Regions from separate parts of the Mus musculus genome. Here all the other regions are linked to region 4. A link is a contact called in public promoter capture Hi-C and targeted proximity ligation data. All regions are on one chromosome and are shown on one strand. The core of a region is the stretch at or near the end of the contact, and the rest is flanking DNA. Distances in the headings are between cores, read along the strand shown. Region 1 holds the start of Fosl1 (fos-like antigen 1). Region 2 holds the start of Kcnk4 (potassium channel, subfamily K, member 4). Region 3 holds the start of Banf1 (BAF nuclear assembly factor 1). Region 4 holds the start of Vps51 (VPS51 GARP complex subunit).

Region 1 (2,906 bases), core at 265-2,764, 630 kb before region 4:
CCTAGAGCCCTAGAGGGGCTCTAGGCTGGTGATCTTTTGAGGATGCTTCAACAGCAAAGCTCTGTCACATCCGTGGTCTCCTTTGGTCCCATAGTAGCCCTGTGAGGTCAACAGTGAGGCCCACCCCAGACTCAGGAAGGAGACCTCCCCGGGTCACATGGACACAAAGTATAGTTCTATGATGAGATATACTGGCCTCCAGGCCTGAGTCCAAACAGCAGAACCCCAGCCTTTGTTCCCAATGAAGACAGCCCAGGCCTCTGCTTCCCTGAGGACAAGTTTCTTCAGTCTCCATTGAGATGGAAGAAATCAGAGAAAGAGTTTTGGGACCCATGCTCTCCCAGTCTGCCATTCTTCGTGTACGTACAATGTAAAGGCTTGAAGCTCATGGCCTGACTTGGTCACCAGACTCAGCCACTTACTCAGTGGCCTTGAGCAACTCATTTCAATACCTGTCAGCCTCAGTTTTTCCCATCTGAGAAGTGGGGGTTATGATGGCATTTACCTCCTCAGCACACCTGGTCAGGACCTCACCCGTATCAAGGCCTTTCACATACTTCCAAAGTGGGCTGGTGACACACATAGTACTGGAGGAGTGCCTCCAGTCAGACCTTCAGTCAAGAAGCCTTACTGACTGTGTCTCAGGACACCTATGTCCTTCTGTAGGCGCTCTCTGCCTGTAGAGGCCTGGATTAAAGCTTGTGATAGCTCCAGAGACGGTCTCAAACATGTAGCGCCTTCTATCTGTGGGTACACTAAATGCCACTTCACGTAGTATTCAAATATAACAACATTTCATAACCCTGGTTTGTCAATAACCTTTCAGTCTATCAAAAACCTTGACAACAGTTGAAACTGGGTGTGGAGGGGCACATTTGTAATGTCTGCCCTCCACTTGAGAAGTGAAAGCAGGTTATTCTAAGCTACATAAGGAGTTCAAGGCCAACCTGCACAACAAGAGACCCTATCTACAAAAGCCAGGTGTGATGGTGGCACAGTCCAACACTTGAGAGGTGACGGAAGGATCAGGAGTTCAAGGGCAGCCTCAACTAGATACCTGAGACCCTGTCTCAACCAACCTCCCTCCACAAACCACAAGCAAAGCAAACTCAACTAAAGAAACTTCTCACCCCACTTGAGAGGAGCGGTCTTAAGTCAGGACTGCAGACTTGGGTGACAGTTGGAATGATTCTCTCCAGGTAAATAATGATGATGATAATAATAACCCATATTTATAATTCACTTCCCAGCTTTCAGACACTCTCCCCGTTCTTCTTTCTAAGTCTTGGCGCGAGGCCAGGCGGCCACAGGATTTTGTTTCGCCCTGTGTTGGGAACCTTGGCTAGTCTGAACGGGGCGGGGCGCAGTTGCAAGCCCCAACTTCGGCAAGGTGCGTCAGGGGGAATCCTCGGTGCACCTGGGCGCGGCAAGGAAATTGCACCATGTATGGGCAGCTGCGTCAGAGGGGGGCGTGGCCGCCGCGGATGCTAGGGGACGCCAAGTCGGTCGCTTTCTGTCTGTAGAGGCGGCTTGCCACCCGAGCAGAGGGTCGTGAAGTTCCGAGCGGACCGGTCCACAGAGGTTCATCTGGAGAGGTGGGTCCCCTGCGAGGTGAAAGGCGCCGCTGAGACACGCCCCCACCCCCCGTGGTGCAAGTGGTTCAGCCCAAGAACTTTTCATTCATAAAAAAGACCAGACTCCGAGAGGCGCGAGTGAGTCAGAACCGCAGCCGCCAACGCGGACCCTACCGAACATCCAGCCCAGGGCATGTACCGAGACTACGGGGAACCGGGACCGAGCTCCGGGGCTGGCAGCCCGTACGGTCGCCCCGCGCAGCCCCCGCAAGCTCAGGCACAGACCGCCCAGCAGCAGGTGAGACTGGCCGAATCGTCGGGGGGGGGGGGACCTGAGTTTGGACAGCATCAGGGATGCTGGGATTAGTCTAGTTTGCTCCGGGATTTGGACTGGGGCCCCGAGCAGCATCTGACTCTGGTGGTCGCGACCGAGGATCCTGCACGTTCTGTGTGGTCGGGGAACCTATGTACCCGGTGGCCAAGGGGACGAGCGCAGCGGGAAGCGCGAATATCTGCGAATTCCCCTTCTCGCTCGCCCGTATCTCCCTAGCTGACTGTCTTTCTGCCCCTCCGTCTCCGTTACGGTCTTACATTTCCTCCTATCTGCCCCTAATACGCTGTCCCTCTAAATACCTGCCCCATCCCTGCCTGGACAGGATCAGAGGTGTTCTCCATCTCCAGTTAATAACTGGGACCTGGGGTCTGGGCACATAGAGACGGGGTCCATCAGAACTCAGCCGGGACAGAGAATTCTTAGCAGCCTGTCCGAGGCTGTCCGTGTGTTGCTCTGGTTGTCCGTGTCCCTTTATCCGGTCAAGTCCTCATCTCTTTGTGCGCAGTATAGAGCCCATGGGCCCCAGGCAGTGGTTCCGAGGGGTTCCTGGAGACCACGAAGTGTTGGGATGTGCGCGGGGTCACCTGCCCGGCCACACTCGCGCTCCACATTCTCGGCACCCGACGTCTCTCACTGCTGGATAGGGGCACTTGAGAGGTTGCAGGTGTCCATTTCCTGTCGAGGGGCCGCGAGCACGTGTCGCCAGGGGAGGGAAGGAGCTGCGTCCGTTTCGCCGAGTCACAGCGGGCCGAGTCACTGAGGCTGAGTCACCCTGGGTGCCCCTCCCTTCCTGGCCCCAAACGGCCCCTAAGGACCGACGACCTGGGAGCGAGAGATGCCCCTGGCAGTGCTTCTAGCCCAGAACGGGGGTCACTGAGATGCTGGGTCCCCCAGTATTGGGCTGGGGACATAGCTGTCCAGACTTGCCTAAGCATGTGAGGTGCTTCCTGGACTGGAGGGGCCCCACATCCTTAGCTCACAGAGCTTGAACCCAGTTT
Region 2 (3,031 bases), core at 410-2,909, 860 kb after region 4:
CAGTGCCAGCAGAGCCAGGAGTGTGGTGCTGCGCATGGTCCTTCCAGAGGCAGGTCCAGCTCCACTTCCTGCCTGGGAAGAAGGAGCAGGGAGCTCCTGGGGAGCAGTGGTCACTGCAGGCCAAACCAAGGATTATGGGGTCACGAAGAGATCCATACATCCACACCCTCCTTCTCTAGATTAGACTCCCCAAAGTTTTTGAGCCCCTAGCTTTATTATCCATAGATGTAACCCCCACACAGCCTCTGGTTCCAGGTACTAACACCTAGGCCCCCACCTCCAGCCTCCCTCTTACCTCCGGAGCCTAGCCATCAGGAGAGTGGGATAAAGAAGAAAACACTAAGCCAGGCAGGGTGAGTGAGAAAATGGGGGACTTGTGAGGCATTAGGGTGCCTGCCTTGGAGAAGACCAAAGGAAGACTAGGGAGTTCCAGGGGAAATAGGAAGAGGCTGGAGCCTGCAGAACTGGAGACAGGAATAGCAGGTCCATACTTGGCTCTCTCAGTGCGGCTGTGGCAGCCTCCTCAGATGCATCTGTCCCCTCCTGCCTTCCAGCCTAGCAGGGATCAACCGGGCGGGGATCTTCCAGGGTCCCCACCCGCCCGCTGGGCTTTCGAGGAACCCCAAGGCGGATCTGGCTGCAGGGTATAGGCAAGGCCCAGAGCCAGGGAAAGGAAAAGTGGGCACAAAGTTCCCAGAAGAAGCAAGGCACAGGGTGGGAAGGGCAGCACGGATACAGCAGCCCACGGGACAGCTGTCACTTAGGGGGCAGCGGGAGATGGCAGGCACACACACACATACATATACACAGTCTGCTACATGTGCCACAAAGATCTTTGAGCCACATTCCATTCTGCAGCTCTAGCCGCGCGCTGCCCAGGCTGCAGGCATAGCACTGCACCACGCTCCGGCAGACCCTGGCACAACTAACCACCATGGGCGTGCCCGCAGGGCCGAGCTACCCTAGAGGTCCACGCGCACGAATGCGCGCGCTCGCGTACACACACACACAGATACACACACGGAACCCGTGTGACACCGCACGCCAGCCGCTTGCTCCCACCACCTCCCCCGCGTCCTTACGCCGACGCCTCCGAGCGTGACCGGCGACGGGACGCACGGTCACACCACTCGAGGAAGGCATCCACGCGCGGGAAGTGTCCCGCCCTGCCGGTTTCTCCCAGCTCCCAGGGCCTGAGATCCAGCCCACATTCCCGCGCCTGCTCCGCACTTACTGTCTGCCCACTCTGTGGCTGCGGCTTTGGCTGCGGCCAGGTCTCCCGCGCCGCCTCGAGGGTGTGCGGGCTGAGCCAAGGAGGTGCCGGCGGCAGCCCAGAGACCGAGCCGCCGGCGGCCGTCTGACTAGGACCCCCCTCCTCCCGCCCTCAAAAGCCCCCTCCTTGGGAGCTTAACCCTACCAGAGCTGCGTCTCCCTACGTGCCGCACCCTCGCCACCGGCTCTCGCCACCAACCGCCTTGAACCCAGCCCTTACCTGCACCTGCAGCCTCTGGGCTCCCCAATGCTGTCTTGTCCAGGCCAGTGAGTGGCAGAAGACTCAGAGAAGGGTCGACGTGAAGTCCAACCTTCCAGGCTGGGATTGGGGCCCCAACGCTGCCCTAACCTGGACATCAGCTGGCCCGGGGCTCAGGACAGCCGCCACACTCATCTCCTGGAATCTTCTAGGTCTATTACTGGACTGGGAAGAGCCTTCGTTTCTCCGCCCATGAGGATAGTCTGGGCCTTGGGCTCAGCACTTGTGAGGGAGAGGCCCCCAGGGAGAAGAGGGTATGTGGGGGTGGAAGACGGGGAGCTCTCTTTGAGGCCACCTGGATTTAACCAGCTGAATGGGTTGGGTCCTAGTTCTAGGAAGTCACTGATAGAGCACCTCTTGCTCAGGCTGCATTCCCATCTCTGATCCTCCAGGCCCTGGGGTCACCCCCCCCCCCCAACCATCTGCTGCCTGACAATTCCAGCAGAAAGAGTGCTAGCATTTTCTGAACAGCTAAAGCCGGGTCCTCTTCTGTCTTTATCCTTCTTTCTTCTTCTTTATATCCTTTTTTTTTTTTTTTTTTTTTTGGTTTCTCGAGACATTTCTTTACTGATTTCCACAAAATCTCTCCTGTAGCGTTCAGAGATCCCATGCTATTGTGGTCAGTACTTTTGTTGTTGGGATGTTTTGCTTTGTTTTGAGACAGGGTTTCTCTGTGTACTCCTGGCTGTCTTGTAGACTAGGATGGTCTCAAATTCAGAGATCCACCTGCTTTGCCTCCAGAGTGCTGGGATTAAAGGTGTGCCCTACCATTACTGGGTTTTGTGGTAATTGTCAGTATGTTTAAGTGACCACCCAGATGATAGGGGGTCAGGGTGAGTTACCAAACTCCCTAGTTCCCACTTACAGTAAAAGGGTGATTACTTAACTCTGGGTGCTGATTTTGAGTATTTAGGAAGTCAGTATTTGGGGGCTGGAGAGATGGCTCCGTCTTTAAGAGCACTGGCTCTTCTTCCAGAAGACCAGAGTTCAGTTCCCAGCACCCACTACTGTCTGGGACACCCTCACACAGACATACATGTAGGCAAACCACCAATGCCTGTGCACACATACAAAGTCAGTGGTTTTTACTTTGGTTCTTTCTCTTTTTTTCGTTGTTATTTGTTTGTTTTTGGAGCCTTAGCTGTCCTGAAACTTGCTCTCTAGTTCAGGCTGACCTCAAATTCACAGAGACCCACCTTTCTCTGCCCCTCAAATGCTGAATTAAGGGCATGAACCACCACTGCCCAGCTGAGGTCAGCGTTTATAAATGCTTAAAGCCTAGCACACAGAATTAAGTGCCCTAAAAATGTTAGCAATTCTGCTTCCATCCGAAAGTGATTGTCCAGCTTACTGCTGAAGTCTGAGCCTCTGCTGTTCTCTCTGGAGACCTTGTAGACCTGGCTCCAGGAGAGTCCCAAAGAAAGAATTTCAAGGCAGACTTACTGCTAGGCTGAGATCTCAAAGGAGCTAGAATCACCAGGTTTATAGACAGGAGTCACA
Region 3 (2,992 bases), core at 139-2,638, 710 kb before region 4:
GGTTTGTTCCTTTGTTGTCAGGGCTGGCATTAAATCCCACGGGAATCCTCTTAGCTCAACTTCCCAAGTGTTAGGGTCATAAGCACAATCCACTATGCCTAGTTTCATTTTCGTGATATTTAAAACACACAAAAGGGCAGGGGACAGTGAGCCACACCTTTAATCCTAGCACTGAGAAGCCCTGTCTCAACAAAACACAAAAATGAAGGAGGCACCATGCCTCCCCAGGTACCCCCCAAACATGTGTGGGCCTCACTCCCAATCTGCGTGGTACCACCTGTTGCCAACCTTCGCTCCTACCCCTCCCTGGCATTTGCAGCCCCCCCACACCTTGTCAAAGCCCCTTTCCTCCAGCCTCTTGCTCAGGACGTCACCAATCCCGGCCAGGCTCCCCACTGGCTTTTCCCCCATGGGCTCTGCCACGAAGTCTCGGTGCTTTTGGGAGGTTGTCATCGTGATCAGGCTTAACCTGGGAATCCCCCCCGCCAAAAAAAAAAAAAAAAAAAAAAGAAAAGTAGGTTAGGGCTGAAGACCACAAGTCCCAAGGGCAATATCCTACCACAGCTACTGTGGCTGCTCCCTTGAGTCCCCCCAACCCATCCCCGGCTATTCGGAAATTTCCACTTTCCGTGGGTCCTGGTTTTGGGTATATTGGATATATCAGCTTGCACTAGCTGGTGGCGCACCTAAGGCAACAGAGCGACTCCCAGACTCAGTAGTCAAGGTCCGCCCTGAAGCCCTCACAGCCCGCGACCCTGGCTACACAGACACTGACCCCGTTGGGAACTAACACGTGGTAGGAACAGCACGCGGCTCTCGCCAGCCTCGCCGCCCTCACTCGGGCTGCCGGCCTCTTCCACGCCTCTCAGGTCCCGCAGGCCCCGCCCTGAGGCCCCGCCCCGCTCCGAGCGCCCCGCCCCCTCCACGCGCCGCCACCCGGACACACCGCGCATCGCCCCTCCCGCAGACTCGGGCTGCCCCGCTGCAAAGGCGCGCCTCCGCGATGGATTCCCCTCCCTCCCGCCTCTGCGCGCCGCCACCGCACGCCAGCCGGAGCACCACTCCGCTTCTCACGCTCACCGGAGGCTCCGGCTCTGGTAACGGCTCCTCGCGCCACTCGGCCGCTCCCGCCCAGACCTCAAGCTACGAGACGGTTCCTCGACTTCCGCTTCCGGGTCGTTTTATGCGCGACCTTCAAAACTAATCCCCAAACTGGGCAGGTCTAGCTACCCGGAGCCATAGAGTTGACGCGCAATCGCCAGCCGCGGCGCCCACGGGGGTCGCTGTTTTCCGGTTCCTCTCAAGAAGCCATCCGGCTTTCGATGGCTTTTGTTTCTCCAGCGGCCCTTCCGGTCTGTGGGATCGAGACCTCCGAGGAGAATGCGTTTTCCTGCCCCGCACTCGGAACTTAGGCTTGCCTCACTTGATGGAGGGAAGAGTTAAAGGGACGGACGAAGAGGGGGCGGGAAATCCGGAGGACCTCTGAGCGCCCCGGAATCGCAATTCCCGGCGCGGTTTCCTCAGGTCTGTCACCTCAGACCGGCAGACGGGAGGGAGGAACAACGGAGGATTGGGGCCGAGCGTCCAGACCGGCGTTACCGTCGGGGCCACCTGCAGGTCACAGTTGTTTGCTCTTTGGTCCCTCGCTGTCGAGGCGCGTCGTGGACGAGCTACTGTCGCCGTCAACCTGGAAAGCGGAGCGTGCTGGTGTGGCGCCGAGCGGGTGAGTTCCGTGGGCAGCTCTCGTGCTGGGCGCCGCGTCGGTCGCTCCGTGCCTGGGATGTGTCGGGAGGCCGTCGTTGTGTGGCTCTCCTGCCTTGGGTGTTGAAGCCTGTGGCGGAACGCAGCTCACCTTAGATTTCGCTCAGAGAGCTTGGCGGGATGACCGATCGGCCTGGGAGGGGGAGGCGTCGCCGTCCTAACAGGACTGAGACGTAGGACTCAGGGCTTGCCCTGTGCTGGGTAGTTTCCGTGATCTCGCCGATTTACTTAGTTTTTCTTTGTTATTGAGAGGGCCGGCCCCGTGCTCCGTGGGTTGGGATTAGTGTTGAGATCGAAGGCTTGAGCCACCCTGACGTCTCAGCTGACACTATAAAACCTGTGTTTCCTGGTTTGGTTTGTTTTTTTTTTAAAGATGTCCCCCATGGGTGGTGTTGTGAGTGCCCTCGGAAGCCAGAAGAGGGCGGTGGATGCCCTTGAATTGGAGTTAAAGGTGGTTGTGAACCATCTGATGTGGGTGCTGGCTCATAGGACATCTCCCTGGCCCTTGAAGGTCCTGCTTGTTTGTTTTTGGTTTACGGTCTCCCTATGTAGACTAGGTTGGCCCAGGACTCAACAAATTTCTGCCTACCTCTCCCTCCCAAGTGCTAAGAATAAAGATATACACCAGCACCTGGCTAAGTCTGTGATTTGTCTTTCAATGATTTCATTCATGTTTTATGTGTATTAGTGTTTTTACCTGCATGTGTGTCTCAAAAGAGGGCGTTGAATCCCCTGTGGCTGGAAACCATACCTGGTTCTCTGCCAGAGCAGCAAGTCCTGCTGTCCCCTAAAGTGCATGTTTTTAACAGGGCGAGGTGGCACTTTTTCGTATAAGGCTGCTTCTCTTGAAAGCAGTCCTGGCTTCTAAGGCTGGCATCCAAATAATTCTGGAAGAAGAACTGACAGTCTGTGCACCCTAACAACCCTGGACAGAAACCAGCATGTCTCAGGCCAGCAAGAGGAAGCATGTGGTGCAGGAGGTGCTGGGGGAGCACATGGTGCCTTCTGACCACCAGCAAATAGTGAAAGTGAGTGCCGCCTGTCTCGGGCTTCCCGTCCTCCTCCCAATGCTCCCATTGCACCGCTGGGTGTGGAAAGGGAAGGCTCAGTGCAGGTCGGAGCATGCTTGATTTAACTGATGAAGTGGCTAGTTCTCGCTTTTTCCTGGACCAGGTCCTCAGGACTCCTGGGAACAATCTGCATGAGGTGGAAACAGCACAGGGGCAGCGCT
Region 4 (3,162 bases), core at 359-2,858:
AGGCTGCCCACCCTGCAGCCCACCCTGTATCTGCTTATGAGCTCATTATGGCTTTTTCCTTATAAAGTCTGACCCCGGACAGTGTACAGGTATGTGGCTGTCAGCTCCCGAATCTGTGAGCTGTTGCCCTAATCAATTAGTCTTGGGGTGTGCACTCAATAACCGTGCCTATGTGACTGAGATTGGTGTTCATGTGGTTTGTGGGGTGACTCCTGGACCCAAAAACTATTAGTAAATCTTAAGGAATGAGGATACAGACAGAGGGGGAGAGAGTGGCAAATCTGCTCTGAAGGCAGACTGACCAGAAACAAAAGTTACCACTAATAACATTTTTAACAAAAATTTTAATTGACTTTGAGATGGCTTAGTAGCAGGCAAATGTGTTTGTCACCAAGCCTGATAACCTGACTTCAATCCCTGGCACCCTCATGGTGGAAGGAGAATACAGACTCCTGAAAGTTGTCTTCTGACCCCCACACAAATGTTGTGTCCCACACATATGCATGTGCACAATATAAATAAACAAACAAAGCTAAAGCTTACTGAAACGCTGGTGCTTCCTAAGTGCTGCAGAGAAACTCACTGCATTTCATTCTTCCTTCCCAGCGCTGGTCCTTTGGACAAACCCCACCCCCACAGGAGTCATCACTTCAGCAGCAGTGGATTAAGGTTGGGACCCAATTGTAATCTGGGTCTCTTTCCTTTAATCCCTGTTTTTCTTAACACGGGGTGAGGACCTGGTGGGGGTGGTGTAAGACTGAGGAGTGTGTCCCAGTGGGGTCACCTGTAGCTGAGATGAACTTGTTGTAGTTCTCATAGACCAGGGTCTGCATGTCGCTGTCTAGAGCCCGGATCTGCCGTACCATGTCCGTCTCACTGTCCATCAGCTGGGCCAGAGGACATTCTCTACGCAGCTAGAGAAGCAGGTAGGAACAGTCAGCGTTAGTGCTCACTCACGTCCTGCTACCCTGCTTTACGTTAGTTGGATTTCAGTGCAAGACAACTCCAATCCCACCCTTATCAGGAATTCCATAAGTGGCACACTTTAAGTAGCACACTTCACAGGTTAGACCCAATTTGGGATTTGTCAGCGTTCATGGTCTTCTGGCTTAGTTTAAAGTCAACCTAGGCCCTGCCTAGCGCCTGTCAAGAGCATGGTCACACCCACTACCACGAGCCAGCACCGAGACCTCAGACCCAGTGTGACCTCAAGTCAGGCCCAGGCTCCCTTGGCCTCCAGATCTGCCTCTATTGCCTAGTAAGGGCTGTCCTCTTATAAACCCCGCTGCCGTCACCACAGCAACCAAATCGGGAGTAAGATCTAGGGTCCAAGATATTTGGGGTCTGGACCCGCCCCATTTCACACACACACCTTGTCAAGATAAACTTCCGGGTCGAAGTGCGCCCCATTGAGATCGGTTGGGTCCAGAGGGTCAGGCCCTGCGGGATGCCCCGCCACCTCCCCCTCCGAGAGGCCGTAGTAAAGCTTCAGCATCCCGTGAGCCTTCCGCCGACGCTCCGGAGCGTCCGCCTCGGGACCTTCTGGGGAGTCTCCAGGCCCGGACCCTAGGCCAGGCCCCACAGCTGCCGCAGCCGCCATAGCTCCAACCTCAACTCAAAGGGGTGAGGCAGGGGAGGGAACAGATGCACTTCCGGGGACCAGAAACTTGCTACAACCAGGCGGTCCTTCAGGTGAAACGTTCCTCTGCAGCTGTAGGATATGTGAGACTAAAGTTCCGTCTTGCGCTTGTCCTTCTGGAGCACAGAGGTTTCACTGAACTTCTGGATCGTTGAGTTTCTGTGATTTTGCTGTGCTACTTGGGTGAATCGTGGCGTCCCAATCCTGCATCCGCACAGGAAAGAGACTTGCAGAAGATCGAATATGCGTCACAGGGGGGGTCTGCAAGGTTCAAACGTCCATTTAGTAGCCTGCAATATGGCTTTAACGCAGTGTTTCCCAAGGTTCTGTCTCCAAGGAGTCATTCAATATGAGAAACTTTATTCTACTTAGAGAATTTAAGATGTTAATCTTAAGAAGTTAGTGAAATGTGATACGTGAGCAGTTGGGATTGAGGATAATTCGGAAGTTTTAAAGATGTAGGCATAAAACGAAGCTCTCAGCAGGGCGTAGTGGCGCACACCTTTAATCCCAGCACTTGGGAGGCAGAGGCAGGTGAATTTCTGAGTTCGAGGCCAGCCAGCCTGGTCTACAGAGTGAGTTCCATGAGTTCCAGGACAGCCAGGGCTACACAGAGAAACCCTGTCTCAAAAAAAAAAAAAAAAAAAAAAAAAAAAAAGACGAAGCTCTTAAGAGGGGATGAGGTCAGATTATATGTGGAGTTAAATAGAAGAAAATGAGACTTTACTAATGATGTACTGTAAACGTTACCGAGGATGGGCTGATAGGGTGCTGGGCTGCCAGGAGTTTCAGCAGACCAAACACTGTTTTTATCTGAAAATTAGGAGTTAAAAAAAAATCTAAATGGTATACTTTTTATTTTTATTTTTTTCAAGACGGTTTCTCTGCTTAGCCCTGACTGTCCTGGAACTGGTCCTAGTGTAGAACCTGTCTGCCTCCCAAGTGTTGAGACTAAAGGCATGTGATAACACTGTCACCAGCTCCACTGCCTAGCTAAAAACAGTTCTGAATGGTATTAAATCGCCATCTGTCCGGCCCCCAGTATTATATGTGTATTTATGTGTGCAGAGACCAGGGGATAACTCAGAGCTGTAGTTACAGCTCATGTGTGAGCTACCCGTCATGATGCTGGAAACCAAAGTGCAAGAGCAGTTCACCCTGTGCCAGCTCAAACCCTTCCTTTCTTTTCTCTCTCTTTCTTCCTCTTTGAGGCATCATCTCACTCTAACTTTGGCTGACCTGAAACTCATTATTGTAGACCAGGCTGGCCTCAAACTCAGAGATCCAGCCACCTCTGCTTCCTGAGTGCTGGGACTAAAAGTCTGTGCTACCATGTCCACAGCCTGCTTCTCAGCCTGACATGCATGGTTGCTCTTGTCACAGACTAAAGGGATCATGTATTCACTTGTCTTGGACCAAAACATTTTCTTGCCTTCTTATCCAGGGGGCTATTTAGAAACTGTACATCTGAGGATCTCAGCCCACGAAGCTTTAAGAAAGTGAATTTGAGCTGGAGAGATGGT

Evidence for each region. Promoter capture Hi-C pulls out the DNA fragments that hold promoters and counts their contacts.
Region 1: a promoter capture Hi-C map of liver shows a contact between it and region 4, with 5 times the contacts expected there. A contact is called at or near these places in 5 of 39 promoter capture datasets (hematopoietic stem and progenitor cells, hippocampal neurons, liver and 1 more), 9 of 130 datasets of targeted methods (astrocytes, bone marrow-derived macrophages, embryonic stem cells and 4 more) and 3 of 9 other capture datasets (adipose tissue, liver and macrophages).
Region 2: a contact with region 4 is called in a promoter capture Hi-C map of hippocampal neurons, with 4 times the contacts expected there. A contact is called at or near these places in 3 of 39 promoter capture datasets (the 3T3-L1 cell line, hippocampal neurons and liver) and 2 of 130 datasets of targeted methods (memory CD8 T cells and pancreatic cancer cells).
Region 3: a contact with region 4 is called in a targeted proximity ligation map of pancreatic cancer cells. A contact is called at or near these places in 5 of 39 promoter capture datasets (hippocampal neurons, liver, neutrophils and 1 more), 2 of 484 Hi-C or Micro-C datasets (CD4 T cells and embryonic stem cells), 3 of 130 datasets of targeted methods (bone marrow-derived macrophages, embryonic stem cells and pancreatic cancer cells) and 2 of 9 other capture datasets (adipose tissue and liver).

What each region holds. Positions count from the first base shown.
Region 1 is chr19:5,446,184-5,449,089 of GRCm38.p6, forward strand. It overlaps Fosl1 (fos-like antigen 1), which reads left to right and starts at 1,515. Exons shown (of 4, transcript NM_010235.2): 1 at 1,515-1,872. The coding sequence starts at 1,768.
Region 2 is chr19:6,932,856-6,935,886 of GRCm38.p6, forward strand. It overlaps Kcnk4 (potassium channel, subfamily K, member 4), which reads right to left and starts at 1,660. Exons shown (of 7, transcript NM_008431.3): 1 at 1,493-1,660; 2 at 1-113. The coding sequence starts at 36.
Region 3 is chr19:5,365,488-5,368,479 of GRCm38.p6, forward strand. Banf1 (BAF nuclear assembly factor 1) reads right to left here and starts at 1,389. Exons shown (of 3, transcript NM_011793.3): 1 at 1,081-1,389; 2 at 331-469. The coding sequence starts at 453. Eif1ad (eukaryotic translation initiation factor 1A domain containing) reads left to right here and starts at 1,326. Exons shown (of 6, transcript NM_027236.2): 1 at 1,326-1,723; 2 at 2,571-2,789; 3 at 2,935-2,992. The coding sequence starts at 2,703.
Region 4 is chr19:6,075,579-6,078,740 of GRCm38.p6, forward strand. Vps51 (VPS51 GARP complex subunit) reads right to left here and starts at 1,609. Exons shown (of 10, transcript NM_001081041.1): 1 at 1,373-1,609; 2 at 785-914. The coding sequence starts at 1,600. It also overlaps a transcript of Tmem262 not described here.